Linked DNA regions of Mus musculus: region 1 is linked to region 2. Evidence: chromatin contacts called from public Hi-C data. All regions are on one chromosome and are shown on one strand. The core of a region is the stretch at or near the end of the contact, and the rest is flanking DNA. Distances in the headings are between cores, read along the strand shown.

What was found. Hi-C and Micro-C count contacts between places; a contact is called where the count stands out from the background.
Region 1: a Hi-C map of CD4 T cells shows a contact between it and region 2, with 1.7 times the contacts expected there. The contact joins the promoter of Tbcel here to the enhancer-like site in region 2. A contact is called at or near these places in 1 of 39 promoter capture datasets (the C10 cell line), 1 of 484 Hi-C or Micro-C datasets (CD4 T cells) and 4 of 115 datasets of contacts at active chromatin or transcription factors (memory CD8 T cells, pro-B cells, regulatory T cell precursor and 1 more).

What each region holds. Positions count from the first base shown.
Region 1 is chr9:42,469,761-42,474,330 of GRCm38.p6, forward strand. Tbcel (tubulin folding cofactor E-like) reads right to left here and starts at 2,478. Exons shown (of 8, transcript NM_173038.5): 1 at 2,306-2,478. Gm16322 (a long non-coding RNA gene) reads left to right here. Exons shown (of 8, transcript XR_001779127.2): 1 at 1-310.
Region 2 is chr9:42,031,123-42,036,051 of GRCm38.p6, forward strand. Sorl1 (sortilin-related receptor, LDLR class A repeats-containing) reads right to left here. Exons shown (of 48, transcript NM_011436.4): 18 at 4,321-4,452; 19 at 2,443-2,534; 20 at 547-793. Gm16214 (predicted gene 16214) reads left to right here. Exons shown (of 5, transcript NR_165259.1): 3 at 195-639; 4 at 2,224-2,944. Among named protein-coding and RNA genes, the nearest start is that of Gm16214, 11 kb to the left of the region's middle. Within about 2 kb of position 3,254, at least 47 of the 459 cell types and tissues checked have an H3K27ac peak or open chromatin away from gene starts, as enhancers often do. A contact at or near this core is called in memory CD8 T cells, where this site is marked.

The DNA of each region.
Region 1 (4,570 bases), core at 1,228-3,727, 440 kb after region 2:
GTTGAGATGACAAGTGTGTCACTGTACCCAGCTTTTCTAGGAGGGTGGTGGGAATCACAGGCCTTCATGCTTGCATGGCAAGCCATTTACCTACTGAGCTACCCCCAGCCCTTCATCTATGTCGTAAACACGGGAAAAGTATCTTCATGTGAGAAATTTAGGTGTTATCTCGCTGAAGGTCGAGCTTACATTTATGATTAAGTTTCTTCCATATCCCAACACATGAATTTTACTTATATCCTTATGCAGACAGCAAATCCCCCATCTAAAAACTACTCAAGACCTTGAAGTGGGATCAAACAGCAGAAAGGTAAATCCGTGTTTCCTCTCTTTAAAAAAAAAAACTTTATTTTTATGTGTAGGTGTGTATGTAGGTGTCATCTGTGGGAGTATACGTCACAGGTGTACAGGTACCCAGAGGCCAGAAGAAGGTTATGGGTCCCCTCGGAGCTGGAGCCACAGGCAGAGTACATGCAGAGTCCCCTGACATTGAGTGCTGGGAGCTAAGCTCTGGTCCTCTGGAAGAGCAGGTGCTCATTAACTGCTGAGCCATCGCTTCAGCCCCACAGGTCGGCCAGTGTAAAAAATATGGGACCTGTGAAATCGAATGTCTGTTACGTATAACTAAGACTGCTGTATTTCCCAGGCATGGCAAAAGACAGAGAAAAATCAAGATGAACTTGTGCCCAAGTGCATCAAAACTTAGCCCAATGGTAGGTACTTCAGGAAATGGGTCAAGCACATTATACTATCACTGAAGTCCACTGAACATTATAGTCCACTGAAGCATGAAGCTGCCCCTACAAAGTGCATAGGATGCACTTGCCCTCCAGAAGCTAACAACATATTATACGCTGACTAACCAAAAAAAAAAAAAAATTGCCTAAAGATGCCATTTTCCCAACCACAAATTGTGACCTACGAATCGATTTGCTGGAATTCAGTCAGCATGTTTTCTTTCTAATGACAGAAAATAGAACATAACAGAAATAAGCAGACGGTACCTAACAAGGGTAGGCGCGGCTCTGTGAAGCCAGACATGGTGCCTCACATCTTTAAGCTCAGCACTGGAGAGGCTGGGACAGAAAGAATACAGAGAGTAGCAGGCCAGCCTGGGCTACCCAGTGAGGTCAAGGCCAAGAGAATCTGTATCATAAAGCCACTACTTTGTAAAAACCTTTCATTCGTGTGTGTGTGTGTGTGTGTGTGTGTATAGGTGCACAAACTAAATCATAATGCCCTTATCAGTGTGAGGTTTTTGCTTTTTTCCTTAAGTTAGAGCTATGGTTAAAGCCAAAGGACCCAGGCTGACTAAACATCCTTAATCCAGTTCTCTGCTCAAGACGAGCCTATGAGATCCTATCAAGAGCTACAGAGACAGAATACAAAAGGGGCAAGCCTAACCAAGCCTGCTTTGGGCCCCAGGGCCTCCCCCATCTTCCCCCCAAACAGTTTGCTCAAGCACTCTTCGCTCAAGATGGAACCACTGAAATCTATTCAAGAGTTTCTTGATACACAGGCAAAGGCTATACAAAAGCAGAGAGAAGGACAAGTCCCAGCCAAGCTTTTAGCTGGCCTTGAGGTCCTGCCAGTTTCCTTAACAGCCCTAAGGCGGAGCCTACAAACTCCTGTAGCTAAGCAACCTTGGAGTGGGGCTCCTCCTTCCTCCACTGACTGTCAACAGTTCAACTCCTCCAATCAACTTTTCCTCAACTACAACTTCTGCAATTGCTGCCTGTGTCCCTAAGGAGGACGAATCCTCTTCCCTTCTCCAAATCCCAGACTGTCTTCCTAGTAGTTCCAGAAGCCTGTACTCTATTCAGTTTATCACAGATCATTTCGCACCATTACCAAGAAGCTAGGATGGAGTCTCCTGGCAGCCCCCAATCTTAATACGGCTTGGTGCAAAAACATGCTCCCCAAATTCCTAGCAAACTACAAGCTTTAAGCAGTCCAGGAAGGGACAGGCTTAGTGATCCAGGAGTTACAGGGACAGCTGCTCTTTCCCACTAAGATACCAAATCTTACAGATGGGGATACACCCCGAGGACTTGACACGTCCAGTTGTTTTCATCATTTTCCTGATTCAGTGATTCAAAGCTAAGTTTCCCACCCAGGGAGCCGCTTCCATACCCCAGGCCTCAAGGAGGCTGGGAGCATCTGGCTTGCTGCCGCTGTCCAGCCTTCTGCCCTCCATCAGTGCGCCGTCCTCCCAGGATCCCAGGCTTGGCCTCCTACCCCCACAGGTGGAGCATGCCTCGGGCCTCCGGCCCCGGAGGAGGAGCAGCGGCCGGGCTACACTCACCCCTCGGCCCGGGAGGCGGCGGCTCCTCGGGCTGCGCCTCCGCCCGCCCGGCCACCGCGTCGCCGCTCGGCTTCCGGCCTGCTCCAGGCCGGCCCCGGACCGGCTCCACTTCACCTCGACCCCTTCTCCGGCCGCCAGAGCCCAGTGTCCTGCATTGACCCGGAAGCAGCTTTCCGGGGACCCCAACAACAACACGTGACCCCGCCGCACGTGTCACGTCCGCTGCGTGATTGGGAGGGGCCAGAGGAGACGAGCCTCTCAGAGCGAGCTGCGGTTGCCATGGCAACCGGGAATGGTGGCATTCACCTAGAGTGGATCAGAATTACACCCCATCTGCTTGCTTTTCTTACCAGTGCAGCAGGGGAGCAACCAACCACAGGTCCAAAGACCGATCACCTACAAGAGAAGCATCCTTGGAGAAAGGAGCCCTGGACGAACGTGTCCAAACACACCTGCAATCTTGGCCTGACTCAGTGTAACCCTACTTGTGATCACTACCTGTCTTTGACTTCACAGGCCTCATCTATAAAATGTCCTGTACGATCTCTATACTTCATATACATCTAGGCGTAGGGGACAGTTTGACCTTCGTTCTGTGCCCCCTCTAGTCCCGAGGCACCTGAAGCTCCCAAACACTAACAATTTACAATTTTCACCTATTGTGTGTGCTTTACAGCCATAGCCAATAAATACATGAGATTAAAAAGAAAGAAAGAAAGAAAGAAAGGAAAAAAGGAAGGAAGAAAGAAGAGAAAAGAAAAGAAAGGAAAGGAAAGGAAAAGAAAAGAAAAGAAAAGAAAAGAAAAGAAAAACACACAAAACATAACCCACAAACCTCCTAAAGGACATATTTTGTAGAATTGAAAATTGAAGTTTGGGGAGTCAAATGATCTGCTCATGACCACCTACTTAGCCAAAATGACATGGCTGAGACTTGAAACCAGGTCAGGCTGGCTCCAAAGAAAATATGCTTCACACCAGGCCACGCATAGCCCCGGCTCCGAAGCCTCACACTTGGCTGTTAGGTTGTTTGCTTTTGTGCCCACGGAATAGAGATGGTGCAGGCTGATCCCGAGGAGGAACCAGCCATGCACAGATATGTGAATGGAAAGTCTAGGAGTTGAGGAGAGTTCCATGCCCAGTGTCAATCTGTGTGTGTCCAGGAGGATGTGGGGGTTGCCACAAACATGCACATGTGTATACTGGCTCCCAGAAAGAGGAAAACAAAAATTCTTACCAACCTCAGGCCCTGGGGACTTCAATTGATTCTTCTGTCTTGTCCCATAGGCAGGACTTAGGCTGGAGAGAGACTTGAGAAGGACCTGGTTAAGAAACACGTTCTGAGGTCTATGGGTCAGGCAGTGGCTTAGAGTACTCTTACGCGATTGCCTCCTGCCCAGAAAAGCACTTTGCTGACACCTTAGGAGGGACTAGAGATATTGGCAGGACCACAGCTAAAAGGAGCCTCAGTGGGAAGGACATGCAGAGCAGAGGAACTGGAAGCAGAGGAGGAAGGACAGGGACAGGGGGCTTCCCTCTGGAGGGTTTGCTCACATACTAGGGGGAAATAAGAGCTGTAAGTCATTACTACTAACAAATACTGTTGCTATGGATAGAAACACACACATAGACATTGAATGCAAGAGTCTCTTTAGAAAACAAACTCAGAGATGAATGTTTCTATCCGTCTCTTGTTGATCTCCCTGTGGCAGCTAGAGTCCTCTTCCTAAAACTTGAATCAGACTGCATCACTCGATGGGGCTGACCCTGAGACTCCCAGGGGCTCCTCTTCACCTCAGGATGAACCTGCAGCCAACAACATGCTTCTTGGAGTTTCCTTCAATGGGCCGAATTTCCCAGCCTCATCTCTTACCTGTCTCCTGTTACTCTACAGCCATGCCATTCAGTCTGCTAGCTGCTAGCTATGTGCTGTTATTTAATTTTGTTTTCATTGAAATCAGGGAGTTGGGGAGTTGGAAGTGTATCTAGGTTGTTAGAGTGCTTGGTCAGCACACAGTGAGCACAGGATTAACCAGCACACCTGGGTTATGTGGTGCTGCACAGCTGCATACCAGCAACGGAGAGGCTGGAGCCGGAGGAGCCGGCGTTTGAGGCTTCCCAGAGTGAATTCGAAGCCAGCCTGGGTGGCATGACATACTGTCTCAAGAAAACAAAATATAAATAAAATGAAGGGCTAAGGATGTGGATCCTTTGTAAATCCTTTGCCATGCTGTCCAAGGCTCTGGTGGATTCTCAGACGGATGG
Region 2 (4,929 bases), core at 2,004-4,503:
TGAATAACAGGCCGAGTCAAAGTTTCACTTAAGTGCAAATGTCAGTGGTTTTATTGAAACCTCACCAACGGCCCTCAGGAAGAAATGACCTAGAAAAGGCTATCTAGTACTCATTTAGTTGGACCATGGTGTGTGTGGGGGATGGGGGGGAGAGGGAGGGTGACTTAGTTTTGAAATATGTTTCTCCATTCTAGGTAGATGCATTTGCTCCCTAGGGTGAGAACGACTGGAAGGTTATATAGATGGCACACAGCATCAGTCAGCAGGGAGAGAAGCAAGGGATGAAGATGCGAAACTGAAACAAGGCCACAGGCCCTGAAAAGGAAAGAGATTCACTCAGAGGAGGAGACCTCAACCTCCAACCTTTTGAAACGTAAGCAGTGGTAGAAGCCTACATCTCTCCATGAAGGATGCAAACAAGTCTGTGCAGATTTGAAGGCACGGCGTTTTTAAGGCCTCTGGCCAACTGCAACAGCCCAACAGGCCTCAGCTCTCCGCCTAGCCACGTGCTTCCCCGTCTCTGGCAGACTGCGCGTGAGGACTCGCCTTAAAGACAGCGATGGCATAGGGGTGTGGGAGGCTGTCAAGGATGACTGAACGCTGCTGGCCACTGAAAGTGATGCGCTCGATACAGTCCAGGTAAGCATCCGTCCAGTAGATCCACTGGCTGTCCACAGAGATGCCATTGGGCCACTTCACGTCCTCTGACACAAGGCGGTAGGCAGCAGAGCCGTCCATGTAGCTCCGGTAAATCCCAGGCTTCAGGTCCCCCCAGTCAGTCCAGAACATCACCCTGGTCAATACAGGGACCACACAATCTCATCAGAACGACACAGGCCAGCCTTGATTCTACGTCTCAGAGGTAAGTAACCTCTCAAAGCCATCATTATCACTACTGCCTGTCTATATTTGACATGCAGTCACTCATTATTACTACCATCTATATTTGAGATTCATTCAGAAATGTAGTTGAACTTGACTCAAAAATTCACCTACTGAAGTCTGCCTATAATCACATTATTCCAATACTATACAAAGAGATCCACATATATGCATGCTAATCTAAATGCTAATTGGCAGAGGAAGTGATATGTAGTATTATACAATAGAATATACCTACTGCAATGCCCCCAGAATATTGTATCCAAAATAGTTTGAAATCTATCTATTGTATGTGCTACTTAGTTTTTGACAATGACACAAACTAGAGTCACCTCAGAAGGAGAAACTTCAATTAAGGAACTGCCTTTATCAGACTGGCCTGGAGAAAATCTGTGGGCCAGTTGTTGTTGTTGTTGTTGTTGTTGTTGTTGTTGTTGTTGTTGTTGTTGGATTCATGATTGATACAGGAGGGTCCAAACCTCTGTGGGCAGTACCACCCTGGGCAGGAAGCCGGCTGAGCAAGCCACTGGGAGCAATCCAGTAAGTGTGGTCTCTGTTTCAGTTCTTACCTCAGACTGCCTCAGGGAGGGAGTATAACCTGCGAGCAAAATAAACTCCTTCCTGCCACCTCGGTTTTCATCCATGTTCTTACCGAAGCAACTAAACCGCTGTGTGTGCTCTGATAAGCCGCTGTCACTCAATGTGCATGTCCGCTGACTGGCAGGAAATCACAAACAGACTGATTCTATCTGACAAGTCGTGTGTGTCACTAAGGGGCGCTGTATTTAATGATCATGATTGAACACCAGTAAAAAGACTCTGAATAATGCAAGCAAAAAATTAATTGTGGCTATTATGCATGAGTAATGCTGACTATTACGTAACAGTGATGTGATTGCATCCCGAGGATGTAGGAGGATGAAGGGTGACGAATGAGAACAGGGCAGACTTAAGCATCCTTTCAAGGTCTTCTCTTTTAATATCTGCAACCAAGCCCATAGATTTCTTTTAGAGTGTCCTTTTAAGAATAGTGTTAATTCTCAATCATAAATACACACAGAAAGAAAAGCTAGCACAGCATTTCCTTCTTAGTAATTTTTGCTGTGATGAAGGAGTTAGTGAAAAGCAGTCGTGCGTACCCCAAGTGCACAGTAATTTTAAGTAAGAAAACTTGCACACGCTGGGAGTTCTGTGTGTGAGAGTGACTGGTCGAATTAAATGTTTGTGAGATTCACGGAACTCGAGATTAAAAAAAAAAAAAATCCTTACAATTTATCAGTGGCCTGACTGGTTTACAAAGACTCTCTTTCATGTTACCTTTTCTATTGAAACACCCCACAGATGTGAGACATCTGGAGACCATAAGAGAGTCGGATGCTTTCTAATGAAACACACAGAGTTATCGGACCACGACAAGCAAGCTATGGCTTCAAGAGCCTCAGTCAACAGGTTATCTCCCCCATGATCACCAGAAGCAGAAACCTGGCCTCACATTTTCACTTTCATGAGCATCTCTTACAGCAGTGGGCGTGACGCTGACTCCCCGTAAGGAACACTTACCCTTCTTGGGGTACAAGGACTAAAGCCCTGGGTCGATCAAGCACAGAGGAATTGACGATTGTCAGTCGGAAGTCACCATCTGGATTAGCTACCTGACAAAACAAAGGGGGTGGGGGAAGGAGAGAGATCTAAATTCCTTACAAAGCCCACAAAACCAAAGCCCTCCAGGGGCCCTGCCTCTGGCACACTCTCCACACCTGCCCTCTACTCCCGGGTCTCATTCTAGAACCACTGGGGAGCCCGCCTTGATTCCCAATCAGAAGGCACTCATCGTGTCCCTGGCTGAGATAATTCCCACGTGGGCCGAAGGAGCAGCTAGAGCTGTGTGCTCTCTGACGCCAACCCCGGAGCATGACAACTTGCGCAAAGGTGACTGTTGTGGTCCCTTGGAGTCCAAGAACGCTTCAGTGCTTGCATACAACCCTCACACAGCTTCCTGCCTGTTCTAAGCCACCCCTAGATCACCTGTAATTCCCACGACAGTGCTGGTGCTAAGTAGTAGGTGAGTTGCTCAGGAATGGAACAACAGGAAAAGATGTCTGCACACTCAGTACTGTCTTGGTTTTGTTTTGTTTTGTTTTTTACTATTTTCGATTCGTGGATATGAAACCACAGATTTGGAGGGCTGACAGAACGACTCTATATGCCAACCACTTCTGCCAGGGTCCTGAGAGGATTCCCCTCCGGCATCAGGCTCAACTCGGGAGTCCCCAGAAGCTTCCCCACTCTCTTCCCTCTCCACGTTATCCACTCCCCAAGCACACGATCGATCGAGAGACTTGCTTCCTGTTCTTAGCAGAAGGACAGGTTTCTTTGTCTCCTTTCCACTGAGCTGCTTCCTTTGTGTGGTTTCTGTTTGCTTTAAGACAAGATCTCTGTGTATCTCCAGCTGGTCTTTTAACTTACTATGTAGCCCAGGCTGCCCTCAAAATCTTGATCCTCCTGCCTCAGCTAAGTGCTGGGATTGCAGGAATACACCACCATACCTGGCTCCTTTAAACTAAAAGCTAATCAGAAAGAGAATGCGTGTGTCCTTTCCTTGCTCACTGTGTCATTAAACACAAGACCAGGACTGACATGTATCCTGCACCAAATGGCACTCGTTTAATGACTAAGTAAATGAGACTCGTCCTCACACTTGAGGAAAAAGAAGTTCCAGGAAGCCCCCTGCTGCATGTGTCTCAGCTAGCAGGATGATGCATGGATCCAGGGCAGCCTCCCGAGCCTCTGTCTCCATCTCACTACATGTCACGCAGCTCCCTGTGTCTCCCGACTTTGTGTTTTCCCATTAACCTGCATGTCACATCCCCATGCAGTGCCAGTAGCAAGAACTACGGGGCTCAGTATTGCAGGGCCTCGGCAGTAGCCTGCGAGGTAGGGGGCACTGATGATTCTTCAGTACACTACTCTGGCCAGTTTACAGGCCCCTCATCCATCCCCCTCGTGTAACCGTGGCTATAGGTGGAACAGGTTCCTGGGAAGCTAATAGATAGGTAGAGATCAATACGGATAATAACAGAGACATTGTTGTTTTCGATAATAACGGACTGTTATTGTTATGATGATTACAACGGTGTGAAATCATCAGCATTATTGTTGCTATATGATGCTTCTGCTAGCCAAAGTACAAACATTCATGTATCTTAAATGGCACCTCGGGTTCCATTAAATGGTCCTCACATGGATTCCTCAAGACTGCGTACATCCCGAGATGACCCCCCTTCACCCCTTCAGAGGTTTGGCCAGTTTAGGCCCTGAAAACCCTGGGGAGATTTCCAGAGTTATATGACACACTGCTTCCTATTTTTGTGTCAAAGCTGGCTCAGAGCCCAGTGGCTCCACCTGCTTGCTTAATGAAGAGCACAGGAATAACCATACCTCGATCTTTTTAAAGCCGGCATCCACCCAGTAAAGTAATTGGCTGAGGGGTTCGAAGGCCAAAGCCTCCACGGTCTCCAGGCCGGAATTGATGATCACCTCCTGCCCTGTGCTCCCGTTCAAGCAGAGACGCTAGGAAGAGAAAGATGTAATCAGCAGCTGACTCAAGGCTAGTCCGTCCCTCAGCAGTAGCCCTGCTCTTCATTAGTAGTCCTTCAGCTAGCCGGTTTGCCAAGGTCACAGGGTTTCATAGGAGTAAATGTGCAGATACAAGAAGATGTGTTAACAGAATGACAAACAGAACCTGATCCCTTTCTATGACTGTGTGCTATTATTATAAACATGGATTACTAAACTACGGCCCCTCTCAAAAGAATGCTCTTTTTACTAAGACATGGGAGTCTGCTGTGTTTATGATAAATGAGAAGACAGGTTGCAGCTCCTTTTACTTCTTCTGTCTCATATAGTCTTTATCCCTTGCACAGCTCTTGGCCATCGGGTCACTGTTGGGGCAGTTACACCCAGTGGTCTCCCCTAAGCCCAACCCTCACAATGTAAAACTTACATATGGATTTGGAATTAAGGATACAATGAGTAAATGTGATAGAG